2 separate regions of the Anas platyrhynchos genome follow, and region 1 is linked to region 2. A link is a contact called in public Hi-C data. All regions are on one chromosome and are shown on one strand. Each heading gives the region's core, a stretch centred on a gene start, on an enhancer-like site or on the middle of the called end of the contact. The rest is flanking DNA. Distances are from core to core; before and after follow the strand shown. Region 1 overlaps LOC140003222 (a long non-coding RNA gene). Region 2 overlaps TBL1XR1 (TBL1X/Y related 1).

Region 1 (6,823 bases), core at 2,005-4,504, 190 kb after region 2:
TAATTTTCCCTGCCTGTTCATTAATTAATAATGGAAATATGTTAATTATTTCCTCGGCAAAAATATTGCCCTCCCCAACATTTGCTGGCTTCCCACCTCCCTGTGACGTTCTTACTCTATCTTACTGCTGTCCTGAAAACACTGCATTTGTCGAAGGCTTTCCAATGCAGGCTAGAAAACATCAAATTTCCTACAGAGACTTCACAGCTTTCAGGCTGAAGACTCGCCCTCTGACCCGGCTCTGAAATAGCACCAAGATGAAGCCCAAGCACCTGCCTGGGAGCAGCTCCTGCAGGTCCCCATCACCTGGCACCTTGGTGCCGAGGGAAGGCAGAGCCTGTCCTACTGCCAGAGAGATCTTAAAATTGAAATTAAAATCCCCGATTTCACAAATAGCTGTGTGTCTGTGTCAGAGGAGAGACAAGGACTGCAGGAGCACCTTGGGGCTGAAATCCAGCCCTCGGCTGAACCCAGGCACAATATCCACGGAACGGCATGGGCAAGCGGAGGGCAGGGTTTGGTGCCAGGGCTGGATATCATTTCATGTGTTATGTCCGCTTGGTTGCCAACTCCGAAATTATAAAAATGTGCTGTATTTTAAAACGGCAGTCATAAGACAGCAGTTTCCATCCGAATGATAATGAAACACACTCCAAGGTTACGCCAGGACTCTGCTGGCGCTATTAGGATCAGTTCAAAGCTACAGGAGAAAAAATATATTGCACTAATAAGTGTTCCTCGGTTTTAAGTTCCCCTTCAGGAGTAATTAAATGTGACTTTTTTTTTTTTTTCCCCTTAGATGGTTGATTTGTGGGATAGCTGTCATGTTTTTGTCAGAGGTTTGAAAAAGAGAACTTGAGGATCTGAGCTATTTGAACTGAATAACAACACCGCCTGGGGAGATTTCTGGAGGAGGGGCTGCTTGGGAAATGGACCCGAGGGTGAGTTTTAATGCACCACGGGGAAGCAACACGTGGGTTATCCACAACCCGTGGCCTGACCCTGCACCCTCCTCCTCATCGGGCACAGCTTGGAGGCTCTTTCAGCTCTCATTTCTGCATCTCCCCTGAGGATGCTCCCAGAAATGGGAGGCACAGCCACCCTGGGGATCAGGAGATTTGAGCTGTGCTCCGGGATGCCCCTGGGGATGCACCCACTGGGAGCTGGAGATGGCAGAGCTCAGGCAGAAGCACTGGGGGCTGCCCTGTGACCCCAGCAGCAGGGCTGAATGTGGCCATAGTGACTTGTCTGGGGACGTGGATTTAGCACAGCTCTAACCCAGCAGCACTCTGCCTCTCGTTGCACCTTGGTGTCCCAGATGCCTCTTAATCTAACAACGTGGAGTCCTACATAAACATTAAGCATCACTAGGGGTGATTTTCTGAAGGTGATAAATTACAAAACAACTGCACAAAATCCATTCTCATTACACCTCGGTGCTCAGCACACCCTGCCCAGCCTCCCTGGCTCCCCTGCAGCCATTCCCCATCGATGAAGGTGAGGTTGTGCTGCTAAGGGAAAACTCGGCATCAGCACCACGCAGTCACCCCCAGCGCGGCGTCAGGAGGCGAACGGCTGCTGCTGCTTCAGGCATCTGTGTGGGAAGGTCTGTGGGAGCTGGGAGGAGAGCTAGGGCTGGACCTGGAGGTCTCCTCTGTGAGGAACAAGGATGGATTCGATGTCTGGGATGCCCCCAGGGGCAGGCAGCAGAGGGAGACTCCAGCCAGAGCTCCCCAATATTTGCAGCTCCCAAGCCAAAGGAATTCGCTTGGGGGCTGGCAGGGAAAAGCTGGATTCCGGCTTTCACACACGTACATCCACACAATTAAGGTCAGGGGCTTATCGGAGCTGGCTTTGTTTTTATTTATTTATTTATTCTCCTAACCGTTTGGCTCCAGGGGCTGGATGGCTGCATCCAAGCCCCGCGAGCTGCTGATGTTGCAATCCTCTCTCTCCGCCGCGAGTGCTTTGTTGATGTTTCCAGGCATGTGTTATTTCAATTTTTATCTCCTGTATCAATCGGTGAAACAGGCCCGAGAAGTGAGACCAGGCCAAGGAGAAACATGCAGGTTTTGTTTGGACCGGGACACGGCATTCCTGAGAGCTGGCTGCGCCTCAGAGGGCTTCGGGTGCTGTTATTTACTGCTCTGCACCTCGCCAGCAGAGCTGGCACCCAGGCTGCTCCCACCGCCGGCTACACTGGGTGGGTTGGGAAGAGGCGATTAACCCCTGGCTTCCCTCACTCTGCTGACTCTCAGGATGGGAAAAAAAAAAAAAAAAGACACTCCTTTTTTGGGTGCAGTTGGGAATGGGTTTGGGTGACGGCCACCCTGTTACTCCCTGCCATCCATGCTGAGGGCTGGAGCTCAGCACCCACTGATGGGACGGGAGCACCCGTGGGTGAAAGCACCCATGCTGGGGACAGATCTGTGTAGATCTGTTTTATTATCCCATAGAAAAGGTACAGCAGTGAGGGGAGACACATAGAGCAGAATAAACACCACTGTGTGCTCGGGAACCAGAGAGGACCCAAGCTTCTGGATGTGAGATTTTCCTCTCTACAAATTAGGATAAGCAATCTTCTGGGAATGAAGGAAAAAGCACCAGTCTACATTTGCTGGAGAGGTCAAAGAAACGGGTTTCCTAACGGGAATGAGACAGCTCAAGGATTTACAGCTGAAAGCTTGAGGACATGCGAACACTGGTGTTTGAGATGAATGTAAAAGGATGTAAATACTGGGTAAAATGCAGGCTAAGGAAAAAAACACAACAACCACCACATAATCAGATCATTACAATTCAAACAAAGCAATTGTCAATTCCCTGGCAATTTACATCTAAATGCACAATATAATCCTCATGCTAAATTATCTGTTTCCAGCATAGTCTTTTTGCAGAGTGTCTGCGAGGGGGAGGCAGGGGAGGCTGAACCTTAACGTGTGCGTGTGCTGGTCAGGGGGAGCCGGGCACCACGGCCAGCTGAGCAGCCTGCCCCTGGGCTTTCCCTCAGGTGGGGACGGGCATGCTTTTGGCAGAGAAACCCAGAAACATTTTCACCCCCAAAGCCAAGCAGAGATGGACAGATCTAAAGAGGCTCCGTATCTAAATGTTCAGGGGGCTGTGGCACCTAGCAGTGAGACATTTTTGGATGCAGACGGGCTCCTCATCAGACGGAAAGGACTTCTATTGCATGCCCCCAACCAGCCTCTCTCCCAGAACTCTGCTTACTGCAACATATTTTCGCTAACAAGATAAGACTTGCTGTAACATCAGCCCTGCCTACACGTCATCCACTGCCTGCTTCCCATCTGTTAGCCTTGCTATTTCCTTAATCCCCCTCTCTCGCACAGCGCCGTGAATAGTTCCCCTCCGTGGCACGGGGAGGGAAATGGGAGAGCCCAACGTGGCTCTGGAAAGGCACGAGGTGCTTTGAGACCAGGAGCCGAAAGGCCCAGCTGGGGCGGCTGGTCGCCGAGAGAAACGCAGCGAGAAAATGGAGGGAGAGCTGAATCTGAAGTGTCTGCTCTTTAATTATAAATGTTCTTCCTCCAAGCAGCTTTTCTGAACAGCTGCTCATCAATTACACGGCGTTACTGAGGTTTTCAGACAGGAGATCAATAAATGGGATTTTTTTCTTGGCTGGAAGAAGCCATTACATAATGGCTGTGTTTTTCCCCCCCGCTAGCTGAGCTGCCACAGGCTGCCAGGCACTCGGGACGGTCGGACTGTCCTTGGCTGGGGGCATAGCACAGGCTGGGGGGCAGTAGTAGTGTTTGGGACCTAGGGAGGGCGGTCAGAGAGGGAGCCCTGACATGCTGGGATGGGCAGGCAGCTAATGCAACAGCAGCCTCCATGCAGTGATACGCCAGATTTGCATTTAAAATGTGCCAGACTGAAATCCAAACAGCCCAGGCAGTGACAAGGAAGGATGGACAGCCTTCCTGGGCTACCTTACTGCTCTGTGTAGGAAGCCTCGTGATGTGAGGGGGAAGAAATACCGTCGGTGTGACAACTGTGACCCTCTGCTGTCTGGTAGGAATGGGTTATTTCAACAAAGGTTGCCATCAGTGCCATTGAGGATATGTTCACAGAACAGGGAGAGCTACTTCTTGTTGTAGGGGAGCCCTTTGCTGTGTGTCCAGTACAAACCAGGTTGTTGCTGGATGTTTTCATCACAAGCTCCTATCTGCATCTTTGCAGCTGACCCGTCTGGCACAGACACAAAACACCAGCATTTCTAAAGACATTTTGGCAAACACGCTAAAAGCCATCTGGCTACCTCTATAAATAGAATAAAGCCACTCTCCTTATGATCTTTGACTTGCAAAAACAAATAAATACATAAATAAATTAATTAATTAATAAATGTGCATTTGAGGTGTGCTGCCATAGCCTCGAGCTGCTGCTTGGCTCAGCTGGGAGCTGCAGCCAGCACGGGTTTGTCAGCTCCGGGTGACACAGCGGGGACATACGGGATGGAGCACCCTCACCCACCCATCCTATGCATCCTGCAAGCAGGGCCAGGCTCGTTAGGTTATGCTGGATAGAAACACCTAAGAGAAAACAAATGTTCCCCTGCCTGAGCACAAAACCGCGCCTATTCTGCTTGGTTGGTGCCTGGCAAGGAGGAAGGTCCTGAGCTCACTCGCACATCCCTCACACGAGCATCACCAGCTAGATCCCAGGCAGGGTGGTCCTCGAAGGTGTTCAGCAAAGCAATGCAAAAACCAGGCAAATACAAAGTATTTTCATGCCCTGAACACTACGGGAGACAGAGTTCAAGCTGCCAGAAAGGCCGAGTGCTCCGGGGAGAAATGAAAAGACATATTTCAAAGCACGGCAATAAAAGCACATTACAGCACCTGAGCCAAAACGTACTCTCAGTTCACCTTCCAGTGTAAGATCCAGAGCAACACTTGGACGATATCCACACGTATAAAGGTTCGGTTTCAGAAAGGTGAACTTTCGAGGCTCTTTCCCAGTACAACAAGCTGAGGCACAAAGGCGTTTTTGTTGCTGCCTTCCCCCAAGCCCCAGGGGTGTTGCTGTGATCGTCCCAGGGACCGCGTGGCCAGCGATTTCATCGTCTGACCAGTGCACAAAGCAAGTGCAATTCAGTCACCTTGGACCTGACAGCTATACTGTCCGTGCAGCTGATTGTCCTAAAAATAAGTGTGGTATCTGCTAGGGAGTGAATGACTCCTGTTTGCCAGCAAGATAATCAACAAAACAGCCCCTTGAAAGAGAACAAGCCAAATGTTAGAAATAGCCCCTCGAGCAAAGGTTTCACAAAGCAAGAGTGCACTGCAAGAATGGCAGAGGCTTCAGTGATAGCATTTCCAAGATTAATTCATGCTGAATAGATTGCACGTTACACCAGGTTGAGAGCAATCCTTTTCTCCGGGCCAAGGTAATGCTTGTTGCCATTATTGTTTCTGGTTCATCCGCAGACCTGTGTTTTAGGAGAGCTCAAGGAAAGCCTTTCTCCTAAAGGGAAAGAGGTAGGTCTGGCCAGGCTGGCAGGGCCTGCAACAGGTACTTGAACGGGGCCAGGAGGGGACCCAGAGAGCACCCCTGGTCCTCCAACACCAGCCTTCGTGGCCCTTCAGCAGCAGCAGACCCCCACCCCTTCAGCTGTGCCGCCTGCACTCGTCATGCACTTCACAGGATCCTTTCTCAGCCTGCTCTGGGCCACCCTATGTTTACTTTTTCCTGAACCGGAGGCAAAATAAACGAGTTAGTGCTGCATGCAAGACACACTCCCCCTCGCCTCCTGGCTTCTCCTGTGAAGACCGCCAGTGCTTCACCTCCTATTTGATGTATATTCAGCAGAAGAGGAGAGGTGCTGTAGTTTCTGTGGGCAGCAGAAATGAAAGGGAATGGCACAGAGGCAGGAGAAAAAAAAAAAAGAAAGATCTTACAGCTCTTTGATTGTGCTGGCTCTTTGTTTGAGGTATACAAAAAAGCGCCCAACCTGCTGAAGGATTTGTCTGCTCGAGATAATAACCTTTTCAGGAGACTTGTCTCACCTTTCAAGCATGAAATTCCTCAGAAGAGATCCCGCCTCTCACGTGGCCTCCCTCCCTCCTAAACAGCGGGGTTAGTTTTGGTCACAGCTCAGATGCTCTTCTGAGCCCTTATGCCCCCAGTTCTGTCCCACGGCAGTGTGGCAGCCCCCCTCGTGGGGTGGTGGTGGGCTGGGGAAGGGACCTCCTGCCCCCGCGTGCATGGGGACATCAAGGGTCCCTCCTTGCTGCAGAGCCCAGATGTCTGTCCGATGGCTGGTCCCTCGCAGGGCAAAAAGAGACAACAAGTAAGCAGGCCAACAAGGATATTTACACCCCAGATACTGCTGGGGTGTAAATCAGCACATCAACCCCAGCCGTACACCCTGCAAGGTCACAGGGCGATGCTGAAAGTAAAATTTGGTGATTTGGCAGGCATCTGCTCAGCTCCCAGGAAAGCTTTGCTCCGATGATTTATGTCAGGCTTGAAAGAGGAGGACCAGACCAAACTAAAGCCAGCCTGCAGCATTTTGGGAAAATATCCTCTTCTCTATGAACTTGTGAGAATTTCCTCATTACATCATATATATATATAGATATAATATATATTTCTTTTTACTGTGACATAATCCTGCAAACTTCTAGTCCTGGGAATAAGTTCAAAACATTTAAATCATTCTCTCTTCCCAAGCATTTGGATGTTAAAGTACTTTACAAGTGTGTCATTGGGTTAGGCCAAGATTTTCCAAAGCCACCATTGATACTCAGCACCTGCCATTCTGGGTGCCTCCCTTCACAGCAGATTTCTGTAACAGGGC
Region 2 (6,864 bases), core at 4,262-6,761:
TTAGGCCTAGGCTTATATACCTTTCCCATGACAAAAGAAGTTTTGGAATTATGTACTCTGGCAACATCTAGTTTGGGGATAACAAATAATTTATTGAGATTCCCTTGTGAGTGCATGAAAGCTGCCAATTTTTTCCTGAGGCAGATGTTTTGTGACTACTAACAGCTCTGAGCCCACTGCTTCTGAAAAACAGAGGGTGAAATGGAAAACCGCTATGAGAAAACAGAATAATGGAGTATGGAAAATAAAAAGAAAAAAATCTAGCAACTTCACAGGACACAGAGAAGATCTTTCTGTTACAACTTATTACAATTTCAAGTCAGGAAAATATAAACCACAAACATGAAAGGTATCACCCCAGCTCTACTGATTGTTCATTAAGAGCAACTACATCAGAGCCTGCTACTTACTGGAGAGGAAGCCTGATTTATTTCTCTCTCTTTTTTTCTTTCTTTTTTTTTTTTTTTTCCTAACTGCGCTGAACAAAAAGCCAACTGTGCCCTTCAGATAGGGAAAACAATGAATTAATGGTATTAGGATTACAGTACGTTTTTATAATGCATCCTGACTACTTGGGACAAGGCCAATATTACTTATGAGTCATGGACAGGTAGATTGGTACTTATGAATGTCAATAGCAGAAATACACTGCTTTAGACATGTTATTCTACATTAACCCAGATATTAAACATGTTGAGAATGTCACTGCAGCTGAACGGTGGAATTTGGTATTGAAAATATGCGCCAACGTTGATCATATTTAGTGTTAAAAGTTCTCTACAGCCATGAAACACATCCTAAAAGCCTGGAATAAATTAAACGTAAGCTGACAAGTTTTTTCTAGCCCCAAGATGTTCACCAAAAACATTTAAGGACATGTAACCCATGATTGATTGTAGCATTATGCATGAATGAGGAAGGCTTAAGACAGTTTACTCTCAGATTAAAAACTCAACTCTATTTCCTTTACCCAAGTATTTTCACATCTACCTGGGTTACTAAAGTAGCTTTAAATGAACCAATGGGAATACACGGGTAAATAACCATTATGAGCTAAGAACCTAAGAAAAAAGGAAAAAAAAAAAAACTTCTGCAAAACCAGAAGTAACATATATGTGCAACTGGCCTTATGAACATTTAAAAAAAAAAAACAAACTTGTAAATCTACATTTGATGTGTTTGTCCCCACATCGCTACAACTATCCCTGCATTATTAGATCGCTGATCTGCATAGCAAAACGTACTTTCCTCACAACCACTCCACCTACAACACTTTCTTTTCATTCCCAAATAAAAGTCTAATGAAACTGAACACAACAACAGTATTAAAAAAGGAGCAAACTGCTGCTCGGGGTCTTTAAAAGCTGTCTTACAGCTAGCATGCACTTGTATAAGAACAATCAGATTGCAGTATCTGAGCTTAAATAACAAATCGGTTACCAATGCAAACAAAACCATGTATACCAGGAGAGTATGAAACCATATTCAAGCTTTTTTTTTTTTTTTTTTTTAAGACTAATAAGTAAGAAGAAATAACTGTATCAGGACACTCCTCAGAAAAGGGAGGTGAAAGAATTAAAATGAATTAACCACTTAAAGACTTACTTAAGAAAAATGAGTGTTAAAGGGGATCATAAACCTAATGTATTTACCTTAGCACCTCAAGATTTAACTTCTGATGGATTTTGAAATTAGGCAGCTAAATTTTCCAGAAACACTTATATACTTAGAAGCCTTATTAAAATTTACATCCTGTTCTTCATTAGAAGTCAGGTACTTGTCTTCCTCGGGTACTTTCTAAGACCAAGTTCACATCTCTCTCAAAAAACATGAAATAAATAAATAATAAACACTATCTGACAGACATTACATTGTGGTGTTCAAATATTCAAAGAACTTCTCATTTGTTAAATTTAAATCAATTATTTTGATAGGAGTTTAATACCCATGATCTTAACCCTCCTGATGAGGCTGGGTATGGTAACACACGAAGCATCAGCCACAGGCACGGTTACCGCACGCAATGACTTGTCTGTGCTGTGGCACACAGTACGATCAATGCAGTTGTCTTGTTTTATATTTACAACCTAAAAATAAAAAATGAGACTGAAGTAGCATTTTCATTTCTGCTTTCACTGCCCTGTATGCTATTCTGCAATACTGGTGCAATCTATTACAGAAGAAATAGAGAAATAAAGCCAAAGCCAAGCAACCTCTCAGAACCACTGCACAGCCAAGGCAGTAGGGCAAGCACGAGTGTGCTGAGATGGGTCTGGAAACATCTGTCCAGAGGCAAACGGAGGTCTGGTGGTATGGGTCGTGGGACAGAGAACTGCTTTTGGAGGTGATGGATCCAAGGCAGCAGTGTTTGAGCAGGTGGAGTTAAGGATTGCTCAGCAGCTTTGTAACTGCTCAGATGGAGCACGGCAGAACTAAAACCCTTGCGACAGCACAAGCAACATATGGTAAAAGACTGACATGAAAGATTGGGCATTCCTGGGCTACCGTTCTCTTATCATCTCTTTCCTGCAGCTGTCGTCTCCACCACACACGCTCTAGAATGAGTCAAGGAAATGACTTGCAGAGCAGATGGCCCGGCTTCCACTGCGGGACATGCCACTGCACCCCACAAGGTGAGCTGCACACACGGGGCCCTTGCCAGGACACAGGTAGCTATGATAGAAACACCTCGCCCCAGTACCTGTGCAACAAGGGTCAGAATGTTTCTTAAGCCTGCAAGTGTCCCTCCAGAATTTACGTAATTTTCCGGTTCCTTGCACATGATCATGCATACACACATTCAGTCTCAGCATCTCCACATCCCACTACTCTGTACCGTATCTCAATGCTTTGCTGTTCCAGTTGTCGTGAGCAAAAAACCACTACCTAGGTCTTACTACTGTGTGTTTTGGCAGAGAATATCTCAATCTATGTTAGCTGTACCTCTATTTCCGTATGAAATAGCACTGATTTTTCCATTTAAGTATATACATTTAACAAAAAACTTGCTTATGCTTCCAGAGGTCATCTAGCCATTGATTCAATCCCCCTTCCTACCTTCAGCATCTGCTTGTTTTTGTTCCCCCCTCTCCTCTAAATTAAGCTGTATCAAGGGCCTTTGGCCAAAATATTAGGAATAGCGTATATACTGAGGTGATGTGCCTATAAAACACAGAAAATACATACAGTACAGTCATCATCCTTGACAAGATCTTCCATACCCTGCAATATATCCTTTCTTTACTGGGAGCTGTTCCAGTATCTCAATCATCAAGAGCAGTCTTTTCTTTTACTAAACACTCTGAAAAATAAAAACAAGCTTCCTTCCTTGTTCTCTGAAAATGAAATATTTTACCTAACAAATTATCCTAGACTATGGGCAATGCTGAATGTGTGCCAAGATCTGATTCTTCATTGGTTATGTCTAGAGATATATTTACAGTATGGGAAAGGAAACATTCCCAGAGATGCTATGAATATGCCTGCCCAGATGAACAGCCCCAGATGGCTCCTACACAGTGTAAAGTCACCTGTATCTATAGAAGCAAATCGCACAGGTTTTCTCTGAAGATTAAAGAGATGAACAAAATGTCCTTCTTGCTCAGTTGGCACTGCACAGAGGGTCTTTGACTGACTAATAAAAATAATCTGAACACACCTGTAGAGGGATACAAAATGTATTTCAATAAAATATTAAAAGATGTGTTAAGAGAACGCTATTTACACTATTCCATATAGCATATAGTGTGTGTATATATATATATATATATAAACCTGTACCAAAGCAGCCTGTTGTATATAATGTTTTTTTGTTTGTTTGTTTTTGTGAGGGAAGCACCCTTCAAAGCTGTATACAAATGCTTACATGAATGCCTATACACATACACCAAAAAAATTTAAAAAAGTAAACTGGTTGTTTTGTACAGTAGATGCAGGAGATGCTCAAAACCAGGACATTTCTTTCTGACTGCCTTGGCCAACATCAAACATCTGTACTCACAAATTTTTAAATTAATCCCCCTTGAAACAAACTGTTCAAAACCTGAAGATACATCATCTACATGATAAGGCCTCCCCCCTCCTTTAAAAGGCAGTATTTTGAATTAAGCAGTATCCTCTGCTAGTACAATTAGAAACATGATCATGGTTTCATCTTTTGTGTAGAGACAACAGTTTCGCCCAGAAAAGTTAAACATCAGCAGAGATGGAAATGTATCATGGCTTATAACTGGAGGCTACTATTACATAAGCAGCTGCAGTCAAATTGTCTTCAAATTGTCCCATAAATGACCTCTATGCTATCTTTTGCAGAATTAAGCTACCACATTAACTACTGCTAGTTCAGATTTAAAGGAAGTTGGTAGGACAGTTTTTGAAAGAAAGAAACCCTCCATGCTAAATTACCTTTATGTCACCTCCAGCACAAGAATCACAGGTTCCACACGTGAAAAATTCTGTTCACCCATTTCCAGTAATAGGAGTGTTATTTGAAAATCAAGAGATGATAGAGGTGAAGAAGTCCATGACTTTGTCAGATTACATTATACTTTAATAAGGACTGCACAAATTGCTCGCAACGTTTTGAAAAATTCTCTGTATTTTTCAGACTCCAAAGAGCTCCCATCATCTTTCTTTTCTTACAATATTTATAAAGCTGAGATGTTTTTACTTTACAGAATTGCCTTTTAATATTGAGTAACGCTACTCAAAACTTCATGATGCCATTTCCCTAGAATAAATCTGAAAGCCTATTTTTCTTCCACTCCAAGATTTAGAAACAAATGCAAGCCTACATGTGTTATTTGGGCATGCTCAAGGTATTATCTATCTATAAGGCTGGAAAAAATCACACTGTGAATACTACCTTATTTTAGCTATACCACTCTAATGCAGTGACAACTGGAAAAATAATTTCAGTCTTTACACCCGTTCACTTGCATCTTCTAATGGCAACCAACACAGCTGGACCTACTACTAGTTCCTTAGGTTGACTAGGGAATCCCTTTAGGAAATTTGTGTGTACCCCATCTGGTTTTTAGAAGATGTAAAGGAACCTTGGAAAGTGCAAGGAGCTATGGATTAATCCAGAAGAGTATTTCAAACTTGTTACAGTCCCGTTGACTTCAATTGCTTAAGTGATTTGTTGGAGCACAGCCAATACAACAGTACCTTGCAAGAGCAAGGCCATAAAGAACAGTCAGCAATTTCATTTTCTAGGCTGTGGGGGCCTACTTGCAAGATAAGGCTTTTTAAAACCAACTCCCTCTGTCTTTGAGTGCCCTCTATAGACCTAAGATAGTACACAATCAGGGCTTGCTTAAATCACTATCCCTGAAAGTTTTTTTTTAAGAAAAAAAGAAAGAAAAGACATCTGCTACACCCACAAGCCATTTGTTAAATTACAGCATATATTAACAATTCTACAGATACAAACCCAGTATCAGTTAGCTGCTGCTGAAAGAACAAACACTCGATTGTGCTCTTGCACAATACGTAAGCACTGCTGCTGCTAGACGGGTTCAGAATGAATTTTCCCTTTAGTAGAAGAAGTAAGGTAATCTCGTCTGCCTTGCAACCCTAGCCATGGAGGAGAGAGGAGACTGAAGATAAGAAAGTATGTTTCAGAGAAGTATGCAAAGTCTAGAGGAGTGATAGAGGGATTACAGTTGCATACATTTTAAGCAAACAATTGCAAAATCATTACTGTACATTAAACTTAAAAAGAGACTGATAACAGCACACGGTCTGGATATTTGCCCTCTGAACTACATACTCATATTTTCCTTTAGGAAGCCAGGACATTAGTACTTGGAAAAAGAAAAAATAAAACACACCACCAGACCCATACGATAACGAAACCCCAGTAACTTTTCTTTTGCCCTTTTTTTTTTGTTGTTGTTGATACACGCTAAGGATCCACGTATCACGTAGACAATATACCTTTTACAAGATGTTTTGTCAAAAGGTCTATTTATTAATATTTCCATGCTGTGAATTGATGTGTTATATTGTAACAACTCTCAATAAAATGAATATGGATTTACACATTAGACAATAACAGCTCCAAGAGGAGCTGTTAAAATACTGTTGAGTAAAAGAAGGCTTAATGGAGAGATTCAGTGGACTGCAAAAACCGACACCTAACATATACTGTAAATGCATGTAACTGTAATTACTAATACTAAATTGTACCAAATTATCAGTCCACTTTTATGACAAATAAATAGATAAATCATTGAGTGTCCTTACCAGAACTACTCTCTGAAACCCCACAATATTGTGATGTGGCAGCAGTACAGCCCTTGGTATTACACCACCTGTAACACAAACCATATTATGATAGTTTCTATCAATATTTATTTTAACGGATGAAAAAAGGATAAAAGCTATTTTTCTACCAGTCTTTCTACTGAAAGCATTAAAACAACATTCAGTTTCCTATGGGTTACAACATACGTTTACATAACAAAATAAATGAACAAAAATTAAAGACCATCTTTAAATTACTTACATGGAATACGTTAAAAAAAATTGTAGGCACAGTTTCAACTCTATTCTCTTCTCACCCTTAGTTGAAAACAAAACCCTAGCACAGAACAGAGCATTAGCTGTAATGGAATTTCTGTTCTTTTTGGCTGCTCATATTGACAAATGGGAGCTTTATGAGAGTACAGATTAAAGTTTACAAACTGCTAAGTACTGATGTGGTAGCTTTTCCAGTGCTAGCTGATGTATACAACTAAAATGTTTCAACAGCAAGATAAAAAACAGGAATCACAAGGCCACGATCAAACCATCCAGTGTTTTTCAGAATTGACTACCCTGGATCTGAGTTTAAAATCAACACATTAAGAAGAGCATGCT

What was found. Hi-C and Micro-C count contacts between places; a contact is called where the count stands out from the background.
Region 1: a Hi-C map of liver shows a contact between it and region 2, with 2.8 times the contacts expected there. The contact joins two enhancer-like sites.

Annotation. Positions count from the first base shown.
Region 1 is chr9:7,106,132-7,112,954 of IASCAAS_PekinDuck_T2T, forward strand. It overlaps LOC140003222 (a long non-coding RNA gene), which reads left to right. Exons shown (of 3, transcript XR_011811479.1): 3 at 800-5,862. Among named protein-coding and RNA genes, the nearest start is that of TBL1XR1, 110 kb to the left of the region's middle. Within about 2 kb of position 3,255, at least 1 of the 8 cell types and tissues checked has an H3K27ac peak or open chromatin away from gene starts, as enhancers often do.
Region 2 is chr9:6,916,925-6,923,788 of IASCAAS_PekinDuck_T2T, forward strand. TBL1XR1 (TBL1X/Y related 1) reads right to left here. Exons shown (of 17, transcript XM_027464782.3): 3 at 6,250-6,317. Among named protein-coding and RNA genes, the nearest start is that of TBL1XR1, 75 kb to the right of the region's middle. Within about 2 kb of position 5,512, at least 5 of the 8 cell types and tissues checked have an H3K27ac peak or open chromatin away from gene starts, as enhancers often do.